2 separate regions of the Oryctolagus cuniculus genome follow, and region 2 is linked to region 1. A link is a contact called in public Micro-C data. All regions are on one chromosome and are shown on one strand. Each heading gives the region's core, a stretch centred on a gene start, on an enhancer-like site or on the middle of the called end of the contact. The rest is flanking DNA. Distances are from core to core; before and after follow the strand shown.

Region 1 (4,541 bases), core at 498-2,997:
GAGGATGGCCCAGGTGCTTGGGCCCTGCACCCCATGGGAGACCAGGAGAAACACCTGGCTCCTACCTTTGGATCAACGCGGTGCGCCAGCCGCAGCGGCCATTGGAGGGTGAACCAACGGCAAAAGGAAGACCTTTCTCCCTGTCTCTCTCACTATCCACTCTGCCTGTCACAAAAAAAAAAAAAAAAAAAAAAAAAAAAAAAAAAAGGATACTTCAGAAAGTTGATGGGAAGATGGAATTAGAAGATAAATTTATGTTGGGACCAAAAAAATTTGACATCTCTGCCTACAAGAGGTCTTCCACAAAGTTCATGGAAATGTGGATTAAGAAAAAAAGTGCATGGATTTAAAAAAAATTTTTTTGTACCAAAATAAACTCTTAATTCCATTTTCCATGAACTTTCTGAAGTACCCTTGTGGATGTGTGCATACACTTTATTCTGAAAGTTTTAGACCTATGGGAAATGCAACAACAGTATAAAGTGTTCCCATACACGAGTACCCAACTTCCCCGTCATTACCCTCTTACACAAGTAAGGGCATTTATTACAATTCGTGGGCCTCTGCTGAGGTTAGTTGTTAATCCAAGCCTGCACTGCAGTCAGATTTTTTAGTTTCTCCCTCATGTCCTCTCCTGTTCCAGGGTCCCATGGACAACACCACATTCCATGCAGTTAGGACGCCCGTGTCTGCCGTGGGAGTGCCAGGATTTGATGCCTGGCTGCTGCTCCTGACTCCAACTCCCTGGGAGGCAGTGCTGATGGCTCAAATAATGGTTCCTGCCACCCACGTGGGAGACATGGGTTGTGTTCTCAGATTTGGGACCCATCCAACCCCCACCCTTGCAAGATGGAAACTGGCTTTCTCTGTCTCTGATTCTCAAATAATGTGTTTTAAAGATTTATTTATTTATTTATTTATTTGAAAGGGAGAGACAGAGAGAGAGATGTTCCAACCATTGGTTCACTCCCCAAATGGCTGCAACGGCCAGAGCTGGGCTGGTCCGGAGCCAGAAGCTAGGAGCTTGTTCCAGGTCTCCCAAGTGGGTACAGGGGCTCACGCATTTGGGCCATCCTCCACTGCTTTCCCAGGTACATTAGCAGGGAGCTGGATCAGAAGTGGAGCAGCCGGGACACAAACCGGCGCCCACATGGGATGCCAGCACTGCAGGCCGCAGTTTAACCCACGACACCACAGCGCTGGCCCCTCAAATAATGTTTTTTGGTTTAACTTTGTCATAAAAGTATCAGGGGGTTCCAGTAGTAGTCCTTGAACCGGGAGTGTGGTAGATCCCCTAAGATCTTGGTCTGCTCTGTCCTGCTGCTGTTCCACTCCTTACCCTAAGCCTGTTTTTCTGCTAGAAAACTGCCGCCAGCTGCCGAGAACCGCGGCACCATGTCCTGCCCAGTGTGTGCTCGCCCAGCTTCTGGTACTTGATGCCCGGCTAGAAGGGCGTGCTGGGGCTGACCTTGATGCCTGGGCAGTAAGCGGTCTCGGGAGCATGGCCGTGGGGAAGGAGGGAGCCAGGTGTTTTTTTCCAGCAGTCCCCGAAGCGGCTGAATTTCCCTCCAGGCTGGAAGCAGGAGCCAGCTGTGTGGTTCCTCTGCATGTTAACAACTCTCACTGTTGCGGTTCGTGCTTCCTCCTTGACATCACCGAATGAAAAGGCATCAGAGGTTTTAGCTCGCTGGTGCCAACCCAGCGCCGAGCAGCCAGCACCGCCCACCAGACAACGGCAGGCCTGTGCACTCCGGCGTGCGGCTTCCCTTCTGAAATGAGCTCTTTTCTAAGAACTGAAGATCAGCAACCTAGCCTGTGATGTCACTTTTCTTGGAACTGCTTTACATTACCCAAAAAAGAAAAAACGAAACCCTCATTGAGCTGGCTGTAGATTGCTTCTTTCTGTTGCATGTTCTTGTAAAGCTTCAATATTACAGCAAAGTCCCTGTGCTTCAGGAATGACCACAAGAGAGAACTGACTGTCTGATCTGAGCTGCTTCTGGATGAGCTGGTTAAATAGAAATGGGAAGTGGAAGCCACTGCGTGTGGAGTCGCCTACACGTTACAAGGGCCACAACTGTGCCATCTGAGGATCACCAAATGGGTAGGACTCTCTTGGCCAAACCTCAGGCCACATCCAAACGGTGCCTGTTGGCAAGAATGAAAGGGAAGTGCCTGTTCATCCCTGGTGACCTACATTTAGCAAGTATCTTGTGCGAAAGAACACTGCCCCCTTGGCCCTGCCTGCTCAGGACAAGAGAGACAGCAAGGTTGCCACAGTGGGGTCCAGTCCTGGGGCTGTCGCTTCCCCTCCGACCCCGGGCTTGGAAGTCAGCCCGTGCAGTGGGTGGCGGCTGGTAGACCCCCGTCCCGAGCGCAGGTCTCTAGTTACAGGAGTTGTTCTGAGAGCGGCGGGGGCTCTGCCTGGCGGGGGGGCTTCCAGAGCTATGATCCTCATACTCATCTCTTTTCTATCTTATTCATGGATTTTTTTTAGTTCTGTGGGTTTTTTTAAAAAGATGTATTTATTCATTTATTTGAAAGAGTTACAGAGGGAGAAGAGAGAGAAAGAAAGCTTCCATCTGCTAGTTCACTCCCCAAATGGCTACAGTGGCTGGGACTGGGCCAGGCTGAAGCCAGGAGCCAGGAGCTTCTTCCAGGTCTCCCAAGTGAGTGGCAGGGGCCCAAGTACTTGAGGCATCCTCTGCTGCTTTCCCAGGCGCATTAGCAGGGAGCTGGATCAGAAATGAAGCAGCCGAGACTCGAACTAGTGCCCATATGGGATTCTAGTGCCACAGAGGCTTAACCCACGGCACCACAATGCCGGCCCTCTGTTACTTCTCTCTGAGCCTGCCCAGCACCACACAGGTGGGCAGTTGGTAAGACAGAGGAAATGCACAGGCAAGGGTGTGGTGTTCTTGAGTCTGCACTTGACCCACTGCAGTTTTCTAATGAAAGGAGTCCCTCCACAGGCCAGGCCTAGACAACCTTTCGGATCAAGCATTGTGGGACTTTTTTTTAGAGATGATTTGAAAGGCAGAGTGACAGAGAACTCTTCCGTGTGCTGGGTCACTACCCAAATGGCCACAAACAGCCGGGGCTGGGCCAGGCCGATGCCTGGAACCCAGAACTCCATCTGATCTCCCACAGGGGTGGCAGGGGCTCAAGTGCTGAGCCATCTCGTGCTGTGTTCCCAGATGCATCAGCAGGCAGCTGGATCAGAGGCAGAACAGCTGGGACTGGAACCAGTGCTCTGATGGGGGATGTTGGCGTCCCACGCGGTGGCCTCCATCCTGTGCTGTCTTAATGGACCTGATGAGCCCAATGGTGCCGGCTGGAGTCTTGGGTCCCCTACTCTGAAGCACAGAAGGAAGACTTGAATATAAAGGGGTCGGGGGAAACGATACAGCTGATTCCACAAAAGGACTTATGTGAGTTAGGCAGAACCTAAAATGCTAGGCCCATGAGAACCTCTCAGTGTCACATTCAGGGCCAGCATCGTGACACAGTGGGTTAAAGCACTGCTTGGGACACCCATGTCCTACACCAGAGTGCCTGGGATCGAGTCCCAACTCTGCTTGCAATCCAGCTTCCTGGTGGGTGCACCTGGGAGGCGGCAGCTGGTGGCCCACATGCTGGCATTGCAGCCACCCATGTGGGAGACCTGGGCGGAGTTCCTGGCTTTTGGATTAGGCCCGGCCTAGCCTTAGCTATAGCAGGCATTTGGGGAGTGAACCAATGGATACAAGATCTCTGTCTTTCCCTCCCTCCCTCGCTTTCTCTCCCTTTTAATTAAATTAATCTTTTTCTTAAAAAAAACAAGTTGCAAATTCAACTAAAAGTTATGTGCCAGGGACCGTGCGAGACGCCTTCCCCCATGGTACTTCCTTTGATTGTGACAGTGACCCTGGGAGATGTGGCTCCTCACCACCTTGCCCCCACCTCTGTACAGCTGTCAAAACTGCAACCATGGGGATGAAGTCCTTTGTCCAAGGGCATCCGGCCAGCAGGCCAGAGACAGGTCATGACCCAGTAGGTGCCCCGTGTTGTTAGGGACACTCTGCTTTGGTGACGGGACGTTCACTCCTCTGGAAGCTGATGGGCTTTTCGCGTGGGTGCTGGCACCCCCTGCTGGTCTCTCTGCTCCAGGCAGCTTGGCTGCCTGTGCAGCTGGTCAGAAACAGGAAGCCAGCCAGCGAGGGACCAGAATGAAAAGCCGCAGAATCAAGCCAAGGGGCCGTGCGAAGTTTCCTACTCTCTCCACCTGGGAGCTTTGCCTATTGTGGCCAGGCTGCTGCTGGAGGGAGCAGATAATGCTGGATTTGGCAACCAGATTTTTTTTTCTAAGATCTATTTTATTTACTTGAAAGTCAGTTACAGAGAGAGAGGGAGAAGTCTTCCATCTCCTGGTTCACTCCCCAAATGGCCGCAGCAGCTGGTGCTGGGACGTGCCAAAGCCAGGAGCCAAGAGTCTCCTCTGGGTTTCCCATGTGGATACAGGAGCTCAAGCACTTGGCCATCTTCTGCTGCTTTCCCAAGCA
Region 2 (4,237 bases), core at 1,509-4,008, 300 kb before region 1:
AGCTTGGGCCAGGTGTCTCAGGAGGCTGTCATCCGGGCTTGGAGGATGGCCTTCCAGGCAGCCCAGTCCCACGAGTGGCCAGCTGATGCTGGCTGTGGGTGGGAGGCCTTGGTTCCCTTTATGTCCACATCTTCACAGGACTGCTCGAGTGTGCTCGTGGTTTAGCAAGTGGCTTCCCCTAGAGAAGTGACCTGAGGGACTAGAGAAAATGGAATGCCTCGTATGGCCCAGGCCGCAGAAGTCACACAGGGTCGCTTCCACCGTATTCTTCAGGTCCCACAGCACAGCCCTGAGTCAGTGGGAGGGGCTGACAGAGGCTGTGGACATGGTGTGGGGCAGTCCCAGCTGCCCTCGGATTGCCAGTCACACACCCTGCACAGCCTAAGACCACAGTCGCAGACGCATTGTCCGAATTCCTTCTAATGTGGCGACAGCAGCCTGAGCGTTGACTTTCACTGTAGAGTGGACGCTGTGGAGCACTCCGGAGTGCTCACTGCCACTGTTTCCCCTCGGAGGAGAAGAGCTGCCTTCTGAGGGAAGAAACACTAACTCACAGCCCTGAAGTGTTGGCGGTTTGGAGAATTCTTGTGTGGACCGGCGCCCAGCACATCGTAGGTGCTCAGTAAACACCCAAGATCAGATGGAGCGTGTCGGCGTTCTCCCGAAGGTGCCGTGAAAGCTCAAGCCAGAGAGGCCTGAATTCCGCTGCACTTGGTGCCGCTGGGCTCTGTGCCCCAGGCTGGGGGAGCGAAGCTGGGCTGTGGGCTGAGAGGGACGCCTTGCAGGAGCGGCCTCCTGGCCGTCAGAGGAGACTCAGGGCCTTGTTTCGTGGGGTGGGCCTGGTCTTCCCTTCCATGGGGACCCGTGTAAAGGTTGCCACTTGCTGGGGGCTGGCTTGATACCTCCTTGGAGCAGCGTGGTCTTTGTCAGTGCTGTCTCGCACTCTCACCCACGGCCAGCCTGCGAAGACTGGTCTGGAGGTTGAGCAGTGGCTTCCTGCCCTCCCCTCACTGTCCTGCGCTGCTCTGGGTGTCCTCAGAGTGGATCCCGGAGCCTCCTGGGAAGCTTGGCCACAGGAGGGCAGCAGAGCCTGTCCCTGGGGACGCCAGCGCCAGCTCCCGGTGCACGGGGTTTTCTGTGGCTCCTTATCCCTTCTAACAGCAGCAGGCTCCTCGGGCCTCCCCCTCCAGGGCACAGTTTATACCTTTGTGCTTCACCAGAGGCTGTGCCTTTAATCCTGCGGAGCTGCAGCAGCAGCGGAAAGTGACCAGGCTGCTACCAGGCGCACGCTAGGTGTCGGGTGCAGGGGTAAGCGCTGCACTGGACGTGATCGCGTTTCATCCCAACAGCAGTGAAGGGGCTATTACCACCCCCGTTCTATGGACGAGAAAGGATCGCCTCACAGCCGCGTGCCGGGCGGGTGTGGACCCAGACCTGGTTGTTATCTGGACCCTGCTCTGTTCTCCCGTGGCCTCGCCTCCCTTCTCACACGCCTTGTCCAGAATGAACCACTGACTTGAGGTTCATGGCGGCAACACTGTCTCACTTGGAGGTCTCTGATGGCTCCCAGCGCCAGGGTGGGGCCTGCCTCGTGGGGCCGTACCTCATCTGTGGTCCGTCTTTGTTTTAGCACACCAATGACTTTGCCCTGTACACGGAAGCCATCAAGTTTTTCAACCACCCTGAAAGCATGGTTAGAATTGCTGTAAGAACCATAACTTTGAATGTCTACAAAGGTAAGTTTCCTGGCGGCTCGGGCCTGGGCTGACTTGTGATGTGACTACAAGGGCTCACTCCCGTGTGTCTGCACACACTTCGCCCAAAGGCACGGGGGGGGGGGGGCGGGTGCTCATCTCTGGTAGCCCCGGGCTGCATGGCTCACGGAAGGCCGGCCCCTCGTGTCACTCTGCCGCTGCCCTTTGCGCATGTTCAAACTCCAGCACTGAAAGCAGGTGTCCCGTGAGGCAAGTGGGATTCGGACTGGACAAGCAAAGTTGCCTTTTAAACGGAGAGTTGCATTTTTATGTTTTGGCTTGTAAATTATATGTATACTTCAGTACAGTTAGGGGGTGTTTTATCTAAATACTGTATCTTTAATGTTAGGGAGGGGGTATTTTATCTTTAGACATTTCACCTCACAAACAACAGGGGGCAGTGTTGTATTCCTAACTGGCTGTAAAGCCCAGCACTTCCAAATTCCTGGGTATTTATTTATTTATTTTACGATTTACTTCCTGCGCAAAACAGTGCGTGCAGAAGAAGGCTTCGCCCAGCTCCTCTGCGCTGGCACGAAGGCTGGCCGGCCACAGTGTCCTCAACTGGAATTGCCTTTCAAAGGCCATGCCCTGGAAGTTGTGCCTGGTGCCAGGTCACTGCCTGGCTTTGGTCTTCTTGAGTCATGATCTTATTACTTGAGATGACCCTGAGTGGGGTGGGGTGCTCCCCAGGGACTCAGTCCAGCCTCGTTCTGCGAGGATATTCAGTTAAGAGCCTCTCCATCCAGAGTTGCAAACTGAGGGCTTGAAGGCAAGCCCAGCCCTCAGGCACGTCTCCATGGGCTTAGAGGGCTTTTGGAAGAGTACATAGTTGCCTGTCTTTAGAGCTTGGAAGATCTTGCACGACAGTCTGGGTTTCTGACTTGAGGATGGAGATCTGGCTCTTCCTGGACCTCGGTCCTGCCAGGCAGGAGTCAGCTGGAGCCAAAAAATAGCCACTCCTTTAGAAACTGAGGCCTGGACTCCCTGGCGCACACAGCGGGCTGGGGGCTTCCCTCCCGGGGCCACCTGGCAGGCTTCCGAGCTGCGAGCCCGGCCCGGGCGGGGGCCAGTCCCGCTGGCCTGCTCTGTTTCCTCGTGTTCTCCTCTAACCTGTGGATCTCGGGTTAGGCGCCTGCCGCCCCAGCTTGCTCTTCCTCTGCGCGCTGTCTCCCTTCCCGGTTCCTAACCCTGTTAATTGTTGTCTGTTTTTTGCCTTTCCTTCAATGACGATTCCCGTGTTCCTTATTCCAGTGTCATGTAAGTTTTTAACTTCTGGTTTTCTGCTTTCTTGACTTATCCTTACATGTAAATCAGGCAGCTGGCTTGAGAATGTGGGCATTCTCGTTGCAGTCCTAGTTAAATCCACTGCTGATATGCAGCCTGAACAAGGCACGACAAATGTTTAGCCCAACTGATTTATTTTAATAATTATAAAAATAGCATAAGCACTGCCTTGATAATTTTATGAATAAGATAAACATTTTCAAGTATTTCTAGGGAAGACAATTTCAGATTATAGCAGAGGGCTTTTTCAGTGTGGTTTTTTTTGGTTTGTTGGTTTTTTTTTTTTAATCTCTGCCAAGTTATTTTTGGTAGCTTGACTTTTTTTCCTTTTCTTTTGTGAATTTTCTCAGTGGATAACCAGGCCATGCTGCACTATATCAGAGATAAAACTGCTGTCCCGTACTTCTCCAACCTGGTCTGGTTCATCGGGAGCCACGTGATCGAGCTTGATAACTGTGTGCAGACTGACGAGGAGTAAGTGGCGTTCCCGGCATGCTGAGCAGGTAGCCGGGCGGCCGGCGGGGAGGAGCCGTGCTCCCCTGTGTGCAGGCAGAGCAGAGACTTCTGCAGAAGGTCCCGCTCGCCTGCTCGCTCAGCGGGAAGCTAACGAGGACTTAGAGGCCTCCTGGAGAGAGCAAGGGAGGTACATGCAGGCTCTCGGGCAGGGGGTCAGGTGATCCATCAGCTGGCGCACAGGTAATCAGACTCTGGTCCAGTAGAGTGACATTAGGCAGTAGGCAGGAGCAGAGTCCCGGCTCGTGCCCAGACACGGGTGAGCCTGCCAGCCTCGTGCTAAGGAACAGACACACAGGGCCACCCGTTGCCGGTTCGTTGGTATAAAATGCTCAGAAAGGCTGATCCTCAGGGTCTAGATGAGCAGGTCCTGGGGCGTGGGGTCGGGCAGAGAGGCGGCCCGGGGGCTGTGGGGAGCCGTGCCAGTGAGCGGAGGACTTCCTGCAGAGAGATGAGACTGTGCTCAAGGTGATTGTGAGGACAGTTGGACAACTGAGTAAGTTATTGTGTGTGTACTGTAAACGGGCAGATTTATGGTGTGTGAATTACATCTGTTTAAAAAAACACTCGAAGGTGGTGATTTTGTCCTCCTCTGCCTTGGCACTAAGTGCTTTGTGAGGGGGTATTTGGGAGGGAACACAGCTTCTCTGGCCTCTGCCTGCGAGACACCAGAAACACTCCTT

What was found. Hi-C and Micro-C count contacts between places; a contact is called where the count stands out from the background.
Region 2: a Micro-C map of ear pinna shows a contact between it and region 1, with 4 times the contacts expected there. The contact joins two enhancer-like sites. A contact is called at or near these places in 3 of 6 Hi-C or Micro-C datasets (ear pinna, embryonic fibroblasts and an unstated tissue).

What each region holds. Positions count from the first base shown.
Region 1 is chr19:25,274,492-25,279,032 of mOryCun1.1, reverse strand. RMI2 (RecQ mediated genome instability 2) reads left to right here. Exons shown (of 3, transcript XM_002711750.5): 2 at 1-4,541. Among named protein-coding and RNA genes, the nearest start is that of RMI2, 10 kb to the left of the region's middle. Within about 2 kb of position 1,747, at least 1 of the 8 cell types and tissues checked has an H3K27ac peak or open chromatin away from gene starts, as enhancers often do.
Region 2 is chr19:25,572,837-25,577,073 of mOryCun1.1, reverse strand. CLEC16A (C-type lectin domain containing 16A) reads left to right here. Exons shown (of 26, transcript XM_051847427.2): 6 at 1,631-1,736; 7 at 3,392-3,515. Among named protein-coding and RNA genes, the nearest start is that of CLEC16A, 29 kb to the left of the region's middle. Within about 2 kb of position 2,758, at least 1 of the 8 cell types and tissues checked has an H3K27ac peak or open chromatin away from gene starts, as enhancers often do.